Regions from separate parts of the Mus musculus genome. Here region 2 is linked to region 1. A link is a contact called in public promoter capture Hi-C data. All regions are on one chromosome and are shown on one strand. The core of a region is the stretch at or near the end of the contact, and the rest is flanking DNA. Distances in the headings are between cores, read along the strand shown. Region 1 overlaps Pip5k1b (phosphatidylinositol-4-phosphate 5-kinase, type 1 beta). Region 2 overlaps Pip5k1b (phosphatidylinositol-4-phosphate 5-kinase, type 1 beta).

What was found. Capture Hi-C pulls out chosen DNA fragments and counts their contacts.
Region 2: a promoter capture Hi-C map of pancreatic islet shows a contact between it and region 1. A contact is called at or near these places in 3 of 484 Hi-C or Micro-C datasets (the CH12 cell line, cumulus cells and nephron progenitors), 6 of 130 datasets of targeted methods (the NIH/3T3 cell line, a beta-TC-6 cell line, bone marrow-derived macrophages and 3 more) and 4 of 9 other capture datasets (adipose tissue, embryonic stem cells, liver and 1 more).

The regions. Positions count from the first base shown.
Region 1 is chr19:24,314,126-24,320,686 of GRCm38.p6, forward strand. All of the region lies in intron 13 of Pip5k1b (phosphatidylinositol-4-phosphate 5-kinase, type 1 beta), which reads right to left. Among named protein-coding and RNA genes, the nearest start is that of Fxn, 37 kb to the left of the region's middle.
Region 2 is chr19:24,433,541-24,440,277 of GRCm38.p6, forward strand. Pip5k1b (phosphatidylinositol-4-phosphate 5-kinase, type 1 beta) reads right to left here. Exons shown (of 15, transcript NM_008846.3): 3 at 5,513-5,581. The coding sequence starts at 5,581. The region is part of intron 3 of Pip5k1bos (phosphatidylinositol-4-phosphate 5-kinase, type 1 beta, opposite strand); the gene reads left to right. Among named protein-coding and RNA genes, the nearest start is that of Pip5k1bos, 21 kb to the left of the region's middle.

The DNA.
Region 1 (6,561 bases), core at 1,731-4,230:
TTCCTGGCCCTGACATTCCCCTATACTGGGGTATAGAACCTTCACAAGACAAAGGGCCTCTCTTCCCATTGAGGGCGACCAGGCCATCCTCTGCTACATATGCAGCTAGAGACACCAGTCCCACCATGTGTTTTCTTTGGTTGTTGTTTTAGTCCCAGGGAGCTCTGGGGGTATTGGTTAGTTCATATTGATGTTCCTCCTATGGGGCTGCAAACCCCTTCAGTTCCTTCTCTAGCTCCTTCATTGGGGACCCTGTGCTCCGTCCAGTGGATGGCTGTGAGCATCCACTTCTGTATTTGCCACACGCCTATCATTTAACACTGCTCAAACACCTGGCTTCTTGTTACATGTCAATGAGTGAGGCATTTTGTAAATGTATATTTTAAGTTTAAAGCCTGTCATTGGAATTACCCCTTCTGCTCATGTGTTCTACCTGCTCTGAGGAGCATTTGAGTATCTGCTTCTGAGTCGGATCTAAATGCTAGGTTGTTTAATAACTGCCTATCTTTCACATACGTGTTTAAGTCTTATTTGCATGAAATAACTTGCTGGCAATTAATCCAAAGGCTCTAAAAATACCCACACGGAGGCTCCAGAATAACATGTCCTCAGTGAGGCTGTCTCAGCGCAGATGAGCTGATTTAGAGCTATCTCAGAAGCCTTGGCCCTTGCCTCCTGGGTGCCCATCTACGGGGCTATTTAGCTGGACGCGGGCCACTACTGCGTCACTGGGAGCATGTACTCTAGCCATATGCTGTCCGTGGAGTGGGGGATAAAGTCGCCTTTGCTGTAGTTTGGATGGATGCTTCCCAAAGGCCCGTGTGTCCAGAGCCTGGCTCCCAGGATGGCGCTAAGTGGTGGAACCCTTAGAAGGTGGAACCCATCAGAAGGTCCTAAGATCTTTTGGAGCAGACCATTCCAGGTCGCAGACAGTCAGACCCAGGCCCTTTGTTTTTTTGTTTCTGGGGAGGGCCTTAACTCTATCATATGCTCTTTGCCCTTGCCATATGTCAAGCCCACCTGAGACCCAGAGCAATTGGACTGACTCATCTTGGGTACCTTTTCTATTTAAAAAATATATTTTATAGTTTTTCATTACTTATAGATGCTTGTATCTGAATGGAGGTATGTGCACATGAGTACAGAGGGCTGCGGAGGACCGAGGCATTGGCTTTCCTGCTGTGAAATACAGGGGATTATGGGTTCTTGGAAGTGAACTTAAGTCCTTTAGAGGAACTGAAATTCTTAACTACTGAACCATCTCTCCAGCCCCATCTGTTTTCCTTGTAAGGTATTTTGTTGAGGTAATGGAAAGCTAATGAGGGCATACTTTTTAATTAGCACAGGGTTGATATGAATTACATAAGTCTAAGTATTTGCCATGTCTCTTGCTAATACGATCTAGTAAACAAATGCCATCTTTTCCACCTAGTGCTAGAAGGACCTGGGTTTAGTGTCCTCATCGCCTCCTTGTCTTCAGCAATATAAGAACTGTGAATTTATCTCATAATATCTGCCACTTGTGAGCAATTCATAATAACTATTGTTAGCATTATCTTAAAAATTACTATGCAGAGATATCGCTAAAAAGCATCATATAGTGAATTATAAATAGTAAAATAGATAACAGTTATGGTCATATATTTGTATATATCATATCATGCTACCTATTATATATAATATATATTTATAATATATTTTTATATTATATTATAAAGATATTATACATTTATATTCCAATAATATAAGAAATAATATGTTTATATTATATGTTATAAAATATATTTATATTATATCGTATAATTATATATTATATAAATTATTAGTAGAAATATTCACAATGGTTTTACTATAACTGTCAGAGTGCTGTGTATACTTTGTAGAATTTTTGTATTTGTGTCTAGCCCATTTCCTCCGCCACTGGTGAATGTATAGTTCTGACAAGATGCTTGTTGGCATTTTACTTTACATTGATCAGATGAAAGTAAGACAAATGACGTTTAGAGAACTCTACCCATTTGCCAGTGCTATGAGTGCTTCCACTGATGCATGGGAGAATATCTTCTCAATACCAGGAGATTATTCCTCCGTTCATGTGTGACGTTGGAAATGAGACAGGCCTAGCGACAGGGCACTTCCAAGGCAAAACAGCAGACAATCAACCAGATGATACATCTAGCTCTGGCTTAAGAGTGCTTATCAACTGTCAGAGAATCTTAAATCTAATCTTTCAGTGTGATGTCCCGGAATGCTAGGAAGAAATGCAGAGTGGCCCACAATGCCGCTGTACTTCTACTATAGAGACACAGACACATCATCTCCATAGTAAAGTAGAAACTTAGCAGGAGATCAAGTTTGGGGGCTACCTTCTCAAAACACAATAATTAATCCAATGGAAGTTCATGTCATTTAAGGATTAGTAACAGCAGAGCTTAACGGCTGTCACATCGAAACAAATGACAGTCGAATCTCCTAAGTCAGGAGGAGAAAAGGTCAGCATACCATGGCAGGAGAGGCAGAAGGAAATAGCAGGTTTTACAGAAGCCTCTTTGTCCATTGGAATAATTGCAGCTACTGGAAAAATGATGAGCCAGGGGGACACTGGTGAGGGAGCTGAAGATCCTGATAGGAACAGTGACAAGGGACCCCCACATCCCTAGGCTCATACGGGATTTGTTTATTAACAGGTGCTAAGAATATGGCTCAGTGAGCCAAACTCACTGACAACATTTTGATCTTTTAAAAGCTATAGCTCGTTCCCCCCCCCCTTCAGCTCTAAAAACTCAAAGTTTAAAATTTTGTCTTTACACACAGAACATAACGTATCTGAGGAGGTGAACCCCGCGGCATTTTGATGAACAGGAACTCATCTGTCTTCGTGTTAACGACCTACTTTGTCTTTGAGACCTTCCTCCCGTTGACGAAGGATGATCTCAAATGGCTCCCCTTGGTGCAGTACTGTTGTCTAGGACGCACCACCAATTGCCAAGAGCAACCCAGCCCCCGTGGTAATCACAAGAGCTTAGGCCAGCCTTGCTACAAGCACATAATGGATACGCATTTAGAAGGCTTGGCACACGGCCTGGCCTTGACAACTTGTAATTAACCCTAGCTGTAATTCTACATGACACGGATACAGAGGAAAACAACAATTCCAGGGAAAACACACGTTCCTCCCTTCAAGCGGCTTAGGTGGCTGGCTAATGATTTCTCAGAGTGGGAAGGCGTTTCTGACATCACAGGAACTGACCAACAGAAGCCTTTCTGCACTCCACGGTGATCCCGCCTCCATCTGTCTCTATTGTGTAGAGTAAGGAACGTCACTTTCACTCATCAAAGTCCTCCCCACCCCTGACAGGGTTCCTCTGCGGCCTTGGCTGTCTTGGAACTCAGTATGTAGACTAGGCTGCCCTCGAACTCACAGAGATCCATCTGCTACTGCCTCCCATGTGCTGGGATTAAAGGTGAGTGTCACCACGTGAAGCTAAGTTTCCTAATGTTAGTAGTGGGTGAAAGAGTTGCTGTTGTTTCCTGAAAACAAGAAAATCAACCTCTAGGGCCAGATGAGTTTTATGTCCTATGAGGGTGCTCTCCCTGCCAGCTCCTGGAATATCCACTGAGACACTCTCCCAGATTTTCAATGGCAAATCCCCACTTGTTCTGAACAAATATTGAATCGATTTCTTTGCAAATATGCATCTGAGCTTCCTTCAGACACCTGTCATCTGTCTCCCAATGGAAGTCTGTTTCCTTCTGAGAACAAGGCTGTCTCTTCCTGCAGATCATAAAGCAATTCCTGGAAGAGACTGTGTGCAAAGTGCAGGTGTGCTCAGGTGCAAAGATCTGAAACCTGCCAGGCAGCCAGGTGCGTTGGCCCCAACACTTAGGCTGCTGAGCACTGCTCTGCATTCCAGCAATTTCCTACACATGGCCTGTTTTAAAACTCTGATTCTATGTTCTCTCTCTCTCATACATTTCTCTCTTTCTAGCATTGTTTAATTAAAAAATAATCCTACAGTTCTAAGCATACTGCAGCTCAGACTAAAGAACAGTAATTGCCCACCCCCTCCCTCCCGAGCGCTAACCCACCCCCAACCCCCCAGCTCCCACCCAGTCCTGGAGTTTCTAAGCCTGACACTTTACATTCACAATCAAATCAAATTTACAGTTTTTAACAACCTGTCAAGGTAGGTGTTATCATAACGTTTTCACACAAGAAGCAACAAAGCGCTGTGCGCTAAGACTTGGGCTTCAAGCCCAGCCTTGACTGGTTACTTTATAATGCCGGCATATCCGGGGAACCTTGGAACGTCATGGAACCCTGCCTATTGCTATTTTGAATGGGTAACGATTCTAGGGAGACTGAGATTGAAGCCCCCAGATATCTCTGTTAAGATCTCATGTTGTGTAGATAGGAGCTGAGCTGAGGGTTGGGGCGGGGAAGGAAACCTCCCTCCTAGAGCTCCTAACTCTGACCACCCCAGGATGTATTTTTAATGCTAAGGGTAACAGGATGTACTAAACTATCATTTGTTAGAGAAGCAAGGAAAAGAATCAGGAGATGCAATGCGTGTGTCACAGCTGTGTGAGAAGACATCTTTTATGGCTGAAATCACAGCAGATGTGTGCCCAGGATGGGTGGCTAATGAGAAGCAGGGACTTTTCCTGGCACAGCACACATACAAAAGAACTTTCTTTGATCTCACTTCAAGTTTTGGAAGCTAGGAAGTTTGAGCTATGAGTTATGAAGCTGGACTTAGCGAAGGTTATAGGGTTTAGAATTCCAAAGCAGGTTAGAATACAATCCATGCCACTTATGAACCTCAGTTAAAGGACTGTAAAAGGACTCACGACACTCAGCAGGTGACTTCTTTGTCCCCTATGCAAACAGTTGGTTTATTCAATTTCCCATTATTTTAAGTTACAAGTAGCAGGTTTTAAAAAATTTTCATTCATTAATTAATTTGTTTGTTTCTTTATTATATATATATGTATATATATATATATTATTAGGTATTTTCCTCATTTGCATTTCCAATGCTATCCCAAAAGTCCCCCATACCCTCCCCCCCCACTCCCCTCCCCCCCCACTCCCACTTTTTGGCCCTGGCATTCCCCTGTACTGGGGCATATTCTTTATTTATTGGTAGGGGTTCTCTGTGTAGCCCCAGCTCTTTTGGAACTCACTCTGCAGACTAAGCTACCCTTGAACTCAGAGATCTGCCTGCCTCTGATGCCTGAGTGCTGGGATTAAAGGCGTGTGCCACCCATCCCCGGCTATTTTATTTTATTTTATTTTTTTGGGGACTAAAGGTGGATATAACTACAGTGTCAAGAGGCAATTTGAAAAAGCTTATTTAAAACTTACTTAGTAAGTAAAAGATGCTCCAACATATAACAAGGACACCTGCTCTACTATGTTCATAGCAGCTTTATTTATAATAGCCAGAAGCTGGACAGAACCCACATATCCTTCAACAGAGGAGTGGATATAGAAAATGTGGTACATTTACACAATGGAATACTACTCAGCTATTAAAAACGATGACTTCATGAAATTCCTAGGCAAATGGAACTAGAAAATATCATCCTGAGTGAGGTAACCCAGCCACAAAAGAACACATATGGTATGCATTTACTGATAAGTGGATATTAACCCAAAAGCTTGGAATACCCAAGATACAATTCACAGACCACATGAAGCTCAAGAAGAAGGAAGACCAAATCGTGGGTGCTTCTGTCCTTCTTAGAAGGGGTAACAAAATACTCACGGGAGCCAATACAGAGACAAAGTGTGGAGCAGAGACTGAAGGAAAGGCCAACCAGAGACTGCCCCACCTAGGGATCCATCCCATATACAGTCACCAAACCCAGACACTACTGTTGATGCCAAGAAGTGCTTGCTGACAGGAGTCTGATATAGCTGTCTCCTGAGAGGCTCTGCCAGAACTTGACAAATATAGAGGCAGATGCTCAAAGCCAATCATTGAACTGAGCATGGGGTCCCCAATGGAAGAGTCAGAAAAAACACTGAAGGAGCTGAGGGGGTCTACAACCCCATAGAAAGAACAATAATATCAACTAACCAGACCCCATAGAACTCCCAGAGACTAAACCACCAACCAAGGGGTACACATGGAGGCACCCATGGCTCCTGCTGCATATGTAGCAGAGGATGGCCTTGTCAGGCATCAATGGGAGGAGAGGCCCTTGGTCCTGGGAAGGCTCGCTACCCCAGTGTAGGGGAATTCGAGGGTAGGGAGGCAGGAGTGGGTGGGGGAGCACCCTCATAGAAGCAGGGGGAGGGGGATGGGATAGGAGGTTTCGGAGGGGGCAGGACCGGGAAAGGGGACAACATTTGAAATGTAAAGAAAGAAAATATCCAGTAAAAAAAAAAAAACTTACTCAGTGTGTATGCAGTCAGGTATTCCTTCTCGACTTGGTTTTCTCCCACCACTATGTAGGCCCCAGGATTAAAGGCAGAATCAGGCTTGGTGACAACTGCCTTTACCCACCCACCCATCTTGTTGGGCCCCAGGAGGCTGTTTTAAAGCATGACTG
Region 2 (6,737 bases), core at 406-2,905, 120 kb after region 1:
ATTCATCTGAAATCCCAGCAGTGAAGAGCCAGAGGCAGGTGGATTGTGAATTTGAGGTAAGCCTTGAAAAACATGAGAGAACTTGTCTCAGGATTTTTTTCTCCCATCTTTTCCTACTTTAAATGTCCAATTCTTGTTTCCTTGGATAGGAAAGCTGCCGGTGTCACAGTCCCTGGCCCCATGCACCCTCTACTGCTGTTTGGTGTGTACAGCCATCACAGCCTGGCACTGTTATATCCATGACAGCGTCCCGGTGCCTTAGTGCCTACAACTGTACTGGCCATTAAGGTAACCAGCATGCACCTGTTTAAGCTTCAAGTTTACTAACAAAGATTCGAAATGCAGTTCCTTAGCCTGCTATCATATAAAGATCATTAGTGGTTTCACCAATGGTGGATCCTGCATGCTACAAACTGACCTGCCAGCAAGAGGTGCCCCATGAGCCAATGGTGGCACCACTCTTCTAGCGATGGCTAACTGCATTCTGATTGGATTTGGGGCCTGCTGCATGGGAGAGAACACCTGTACTATAAATACAATCCAAATCCCATGGCCCAGAAGATCATAAGCCTCAAAGGGGACCTCTAGTGTCATTCTGATCAATGAACAAGTTGTCCAAGTGTCCTCTAAATATTTGTTGATCCTCACAGATCGGCGCTGCTCTCAACCTTGGCCAGAGAAGCTTTGCAGTGGGCAGTCATGAATGCAGAGACCCATCAGTTGTCAAAGCACTGATAACAAATGTCAGTTGACTGCTCAGCCCTAAGTGTGATATGTATGTCACACACACACACACACACACACACACACACACACAGAGCTTCTGTCTTCAAGACTCGGAGAAAATGGAGAGAAGGCTATGAAATAGTCTTCTGTCCAGAACACGGCCATTCCACCCATGAACTCACAGTATCTGTGGTTACTGGCACGAGAAGACCTGAACAGCATGGAGCTGTCAAAATTCCAACACATGGGGGAAGGGCATGTGAGACTCCTACTTCCTCTGGAGGAGCCAGCTATTGGAAGTTGACAGTTGTCGGGGGAGGGAGAAGCGACTTTTCTTCAACAGAGTGGCCCACCATGCAGTAAATAATCCCACACCTGTGCACATGCAAGCAGCCCTATTTAAACTCAATCGGCTATTTTTCTTTTAAAAGACAAGACATTAGAAGAGAGAAGTGTTGGGAAGGAGGATTGCAGATGGAGCAGACAAGGAATAAGAAAAGGCAATGGGTGGAGGTTAATACGATCAACTACACTATATACACATAAAATTGTCAGCCAATAAAATGATTTTTAAACTCAAGGCTAACAATGACATCGATAAAAATGCAGTTGCTCAGACATGCTCGCCATTCAGTAACCTCACAAATCCTACTGCCATGGATTTAATGCAGACTGTTGAGTGCTTCCACCATTCCAGAAGGTTCTATTGAGCAGCACTAACCTGGAACATAAAGTTCGAACCCTTTACACCATGGTGCTCCTGAGGCTGACTCAGAGTCAACCCCACACTGCCACCTGCTATGTGCCTCAGCTACCGACACTGGGCTGAGTTCAAGTTGGCCTTTCCTGTCCTTCCGGCGAGCCACCCTCATCCAAGTGTGTGTCACGCTCATCAGAAGGCCCATCACGTAGACAAGTAAGCAAATTAGCAGGCGCAGTCACTAAAGGAGTGATGGAAAGTAAATAAACAATCACGAGAGTTTTACCCCAGCAAAAACCTCTCCCAGTTTCGAAGCTGGGAGAGCCTGGAAGACAACAAGGAGCTCCCAGCTACTTGGGACTTGTGAGGATTTAAACAAAAATGTCTGCCAATTGTCTTGGCACTTAAGACTGATTTGGGTTTGTATGTATGTATTTATTTGTTAACGTGGGACGACCTGTTTTCTTCCAAGTAAATTATACAGTCTTGGGAAGCAGAGACGTGGTCTCAAGGACTTTTCTTTTCTCCTTCACTTTCTTATATCAAGAATGTGTCTGTGTTTACAGACTGTTTCAGTTTGCAGGTGAGAAACGTTCCACTGGCATGCTCTTTCGCCCCGAGTGAACTTAAAAGCAAACTTCTGAATTAGTTGATGATTAAAAACTTAAAAAGATTTCACATCGGGATCTGTATTTCTGTTTCCTTAAAAAGAAAAAAAAAATGATCGTAGAGGCAGGCTGAGGTCCACACTCACACCCAGTTCTGTTAGCAGCAGCTCGGTGCCATCCATCCCCAAAGAAAGGCATGCATCCTTATGATGGATCCCATAGTTAAACCTGTTTCCTTCCTGGCTCCTGTAGGCTGTTGTGTTTACAACGCTAGTGGAAGACATTCAGCAAATTAACTGAGAGTGGAAATCCTAGACTCTGTAAACAGAGAGGCAGCCACTAATGCCTGCCTTAATGGGCAACATGTTTGCTTTCCGTAGCTAATACCCAACTGGCTTTAGTCTTCAGTTGAAGACATTAACCTTATGGGCTTATGTTTAGTTTCTCCTGGCCTTGCCAAGAATTGATAATAAATTAGAGAAACGGGCAATCGGAAGAAGCAAAAGCAGCCAGCTCGGCACTCAGGTGTAAGTGATCAAGACAAGGCGAGCAGAGAGTTCACAAACGCTGACTGTTCCCTAAAACTCGTGGAAATCATTACACTGAAGATGCTGGGTAGTGGCAGCTACTGCCCACCTAACCTGGAGCCCCGTACAGAAAACCCAAAGCAACAGGTTAACACTAGCTAGTTAACACCAATCCTCAGGGGCTTCCTCTCTCACCACCTCATGAGAGGCTACTGAGCCCCACAGCTGTTTTTTGAGGTTCACTTCTCTCAGTCAGCTGAACAGTTTTATAGACTCCTTGGGGTCTTTCTTGTTACAGGCAGTGGATGGGGCAGGGGGACATCCTTAGCCAGGGTTGTTTTCTGTCATAATAAACAGTGGATCACCGAGTCTCTTTACTAAACAGAGCCATGTTGCCTTATCAGAGCTTCAGAACCAGGCAGAAACCTCACTTGGAGACACATCCAGAGGAATGCAAGGTACACTTGATGTATTCCTAGAGCCGGGGGTGGGGAGATAGCAGGCATAATTTCCAATATTTGTGCACATTTCCAAAATATAAATTTTATGTCTCCATGAGGTGTTCCCTGTGTGCTGTGCACCATCAATACCACACTGATTAAGGGCTAATCCCCGCATCTCTTATATTTCTCTTAATAATCAGATCATCAAAAGATTCATATATTATTGTGTTTCTTAAAACATTATTGGTGTGTGTGTGTGTGTGTGCACATGTGCACTTGTGTTCTAGTCTTTCTACCTTTCTTTTGTCTCTTTCTATAAAGAATTATTACAGCACCTGAATTTTAAAATTTTTCTAACTTCCCCAACTTCACTGGATCAAATATTCATTGATTTTTTTTAAAAAAAGATTTATTTATTTACTTTATGTATATGAGAACACTGTAGCTGTACAGATGGCTGTGAGCCATCATGTGGTTACTGGGAATTGAACTCAGGACCTCTGCTCCAACCCCACTTACTCCTGGCCCACTCGATCTGGCCTAAAGATTTATTTATTGTCATATGTAAGTCTACTGTAGCTATCTTCAGACACACCAAAAGAAGGTGTCAGATCTCATTAAGGATGGTTGTGATGGTTGCTGGGATTTGAACTCAAGACCTTCAGGAGAGCAGTCAGTGCTCTTAACTACTGAGCCATCTCACCAGCCCTTCCTTTGATTGTAGAATCCTCCAGCTTTGCTACATTTTGGACCAGGGCACACTGGGCAAACCCCCAAGGCATGGTGATTATGTTCTTTCTATTCAGTTCATAGGACAAAGGATTTCTTGGTGTACTTTGATGCTGACTGAGGATACTGCCGGAAGCTACCCTAAAGTGATGATAGGCTAGTGTCTCTACTCTGTTGCCATGCTTACCGGGTAAAGAAGAAACAACCAGTTTCCCATCTGTGTCTAAAGTTAATTGTCATTACTATCTTTGGCTGGATTACAGAGTTTATAAGACCTGATATTCTGAAATTCTACTTTTTTTGTTGCTTGTATATTTTGTTTTTCAAGACAGGGTTTCTTTGTGTAGCCCTAGCTGTCCTGGAACTTGCTCTGTAAAACCAGGATGGCCTCAAACTCAAAGATCGACCTGCCTCTGCCTGGAATTAAAGGCATGCCCCTCCCCCCGGGCCATCATGGAATTCTTTAGTCTTCATCCTGACACATCTTTTTCCTGAGTGCACCATCACCGGAGATAGCAATCTCCATGTTTATATTTCTAGGTTTCTCTGAGTTGAAAAGAAGAGTTAAAAAGATCCACAGGAAAAGGACACTTAGGAAAGCGACATTTCACATGACTCATGACCAGAGTCCATGGTCAGAACAGACGTCTGGAGAAAAGTTCTCACTAGCTGTCCATCAAAAAAAGAGCAAGTAGAAACAAAAAAATGGGATATAGTAAATCTATAATACACAGGCATCAATAGCCCCAAAGAGAAGAAGGCAAGAACTTTTAAAAGCTGTAATGTATAAAGTTAACTTAGAAGTGGGTACAGGGAACTTTCGGGATAGCATTTGAAATCTATATAAAGAAAATATCTAATAAAAAAGTCTTTGTGCCATTTTTTCACACTGCATTAAAAAAAAAGTGGGGACAGTGCTGCTAAGGGTCATATTTTATCCAACAGTAATGCTAACATTAGCTTGATTAGTTTAGAGGCAAAAATGTATCAAATTCAAAGACTGGTAAGATACACTGGGAAGCCTGGAAAAAGAGGTCTGTATGAAATGGACTAAAGACATGAAATTTTAGAGGATTCAAAGAGGCATGGCGTGAAAGCAATTCATGCTTATTCCTTTGTTTTAAAGTAAGTTAAAGGATTCATATACTAGACACAGGATCTCATATACCACAGAGGGTCTTCTTCCTATGAATATTAAGAATAAAGGCAGTAAAATAACTCTCTCCCCTCACCTGTCTTTACATGGTATCCGGGTATGCAGAAAGATGTCTCTCAAAGACAGCCATATCCTAATCCTTTGACTCTAGAAATATGCTATGCTATATGGCAACCAAGAGTTTAGGCTAGTGGACATTAATGTTTCTGATCACCTAAGTTTAAAATAAAATAAAATAAAATAAAATAAATCATTTTTCCTTATCTAGGAAGGCGATTAAGGGTATGGCCTTCCAACCTTACCCTGACAGCCACTGCTGGCTTTGAGACAGAAGGAAGTGTGATAGTGGAGACTCGGGGAACTTTTAGTAACTGGCTAGAACAAGCCGTCCAGTCCTCCCCTAGCTGTTCTGGAAGGAGTGGAGTTCTGTGGGCACCTGTCAGACCTCTGCCAGACTTCTGACCCTTACAATTATGTGATGATACATTTTGCCACTTAAGCCACCAAGGTTTTGTTCATTCAGTAGAGCCGCAAGAGAAAGTAAGACAGTTAACAACTGTTTCACAGGAAGGAAAGGTCTAAAGTCCTCAATCCCACAACAGCAGAACGGCACTAAAACTCACCTTTTTGTAGGTTTTTTCTTCGTTTTGTTTTCCAGGTACGGCGTCTCCATTTTCAGCAGTTGACGACATCTGGGAAAGAGAGATATTTCCCTGTGAATTCTGACTGCTCCTTTCTAGTGCAGCATATTAATAATGCCACGAACAAGCAACATATATTTTAGACACTGTTTTGTTGTTGTTGTTACTGCTGTTGTTTCAGCAGGGTGGGCAGAGGAAAAAGAAAATCCAAGAGTTCTTATTCGGAGTACGCCCACCTCTCTAAGTCTGAAGCAAGATGCTGTAGGCTCTTATCATGTGGATAGATTTCTTGTTACAAGCTATTTAAATTTAGTTTTGCTTCAGTTGTAAGAGCTGTAACGATATCTGGAAAGTACCAAAATTATGAACCAGAACACACACATACACACACACACACACACACACACACACACACACACACACACACACAGTCACACTCACACCCCCCCATGATTCACATTTTAGCACATTCATCTCTATCTTTTGACATATGCATTTTGATATGAAAAATGCTAATATCATCTTTGTGTTTTCAGTGAACATTGATGTAATAGGCCCGTGCCCCTTTTGTGATTGGAAAAAAAAAAAAACCCTCGCTGGAAAAAGAATATTTTCTTTTAGGTGCAAGGAGACATCACGGTGTGAATCCAATTGTGTGTCAGTCCTTTAGTTAATGATGCTAATACTGATGGATAGTTGTGGCTCAAACATTTTGCTTCTGCAAAATCAGACAATTATCAGTGTTATCTTGGACTCGATTCCTAGAATGACTAAGTCATACTGGAGCATTAACACTTTAAAGCTCTGAGTAATATCAGCAGATTGCCTTCCAAGAACTCTCTGCCTGCTCATAGCCATATCTGGAGTGAGCGGAAGCCTGCCTCTCTGAGCAACAACAGCTACTATATTGTGATAATCTGTCGGGTCAAATACAGACTCCTCACTGAGTGAGGACTACATTTCCCTCCCACCACGGTAGCCCTTTGTCTGTTTCCTCCTGTGTTTCTCAGACTTTTGCTAATCTACCTATTAGGGTCTTAGTATTTTAATTATTGATTCTTAAACCCATAATTGTTAATAGTATTAGTAATTTCCTTGTTAATCCTAAGTTTTTAGACTATTACTTCGTCACTAAGCTCATTATTTGTATTTTTCCATGCTGTGACGTGCCTTTTAATCTGTTTAAAAATTGTGACACAGGGAGGTT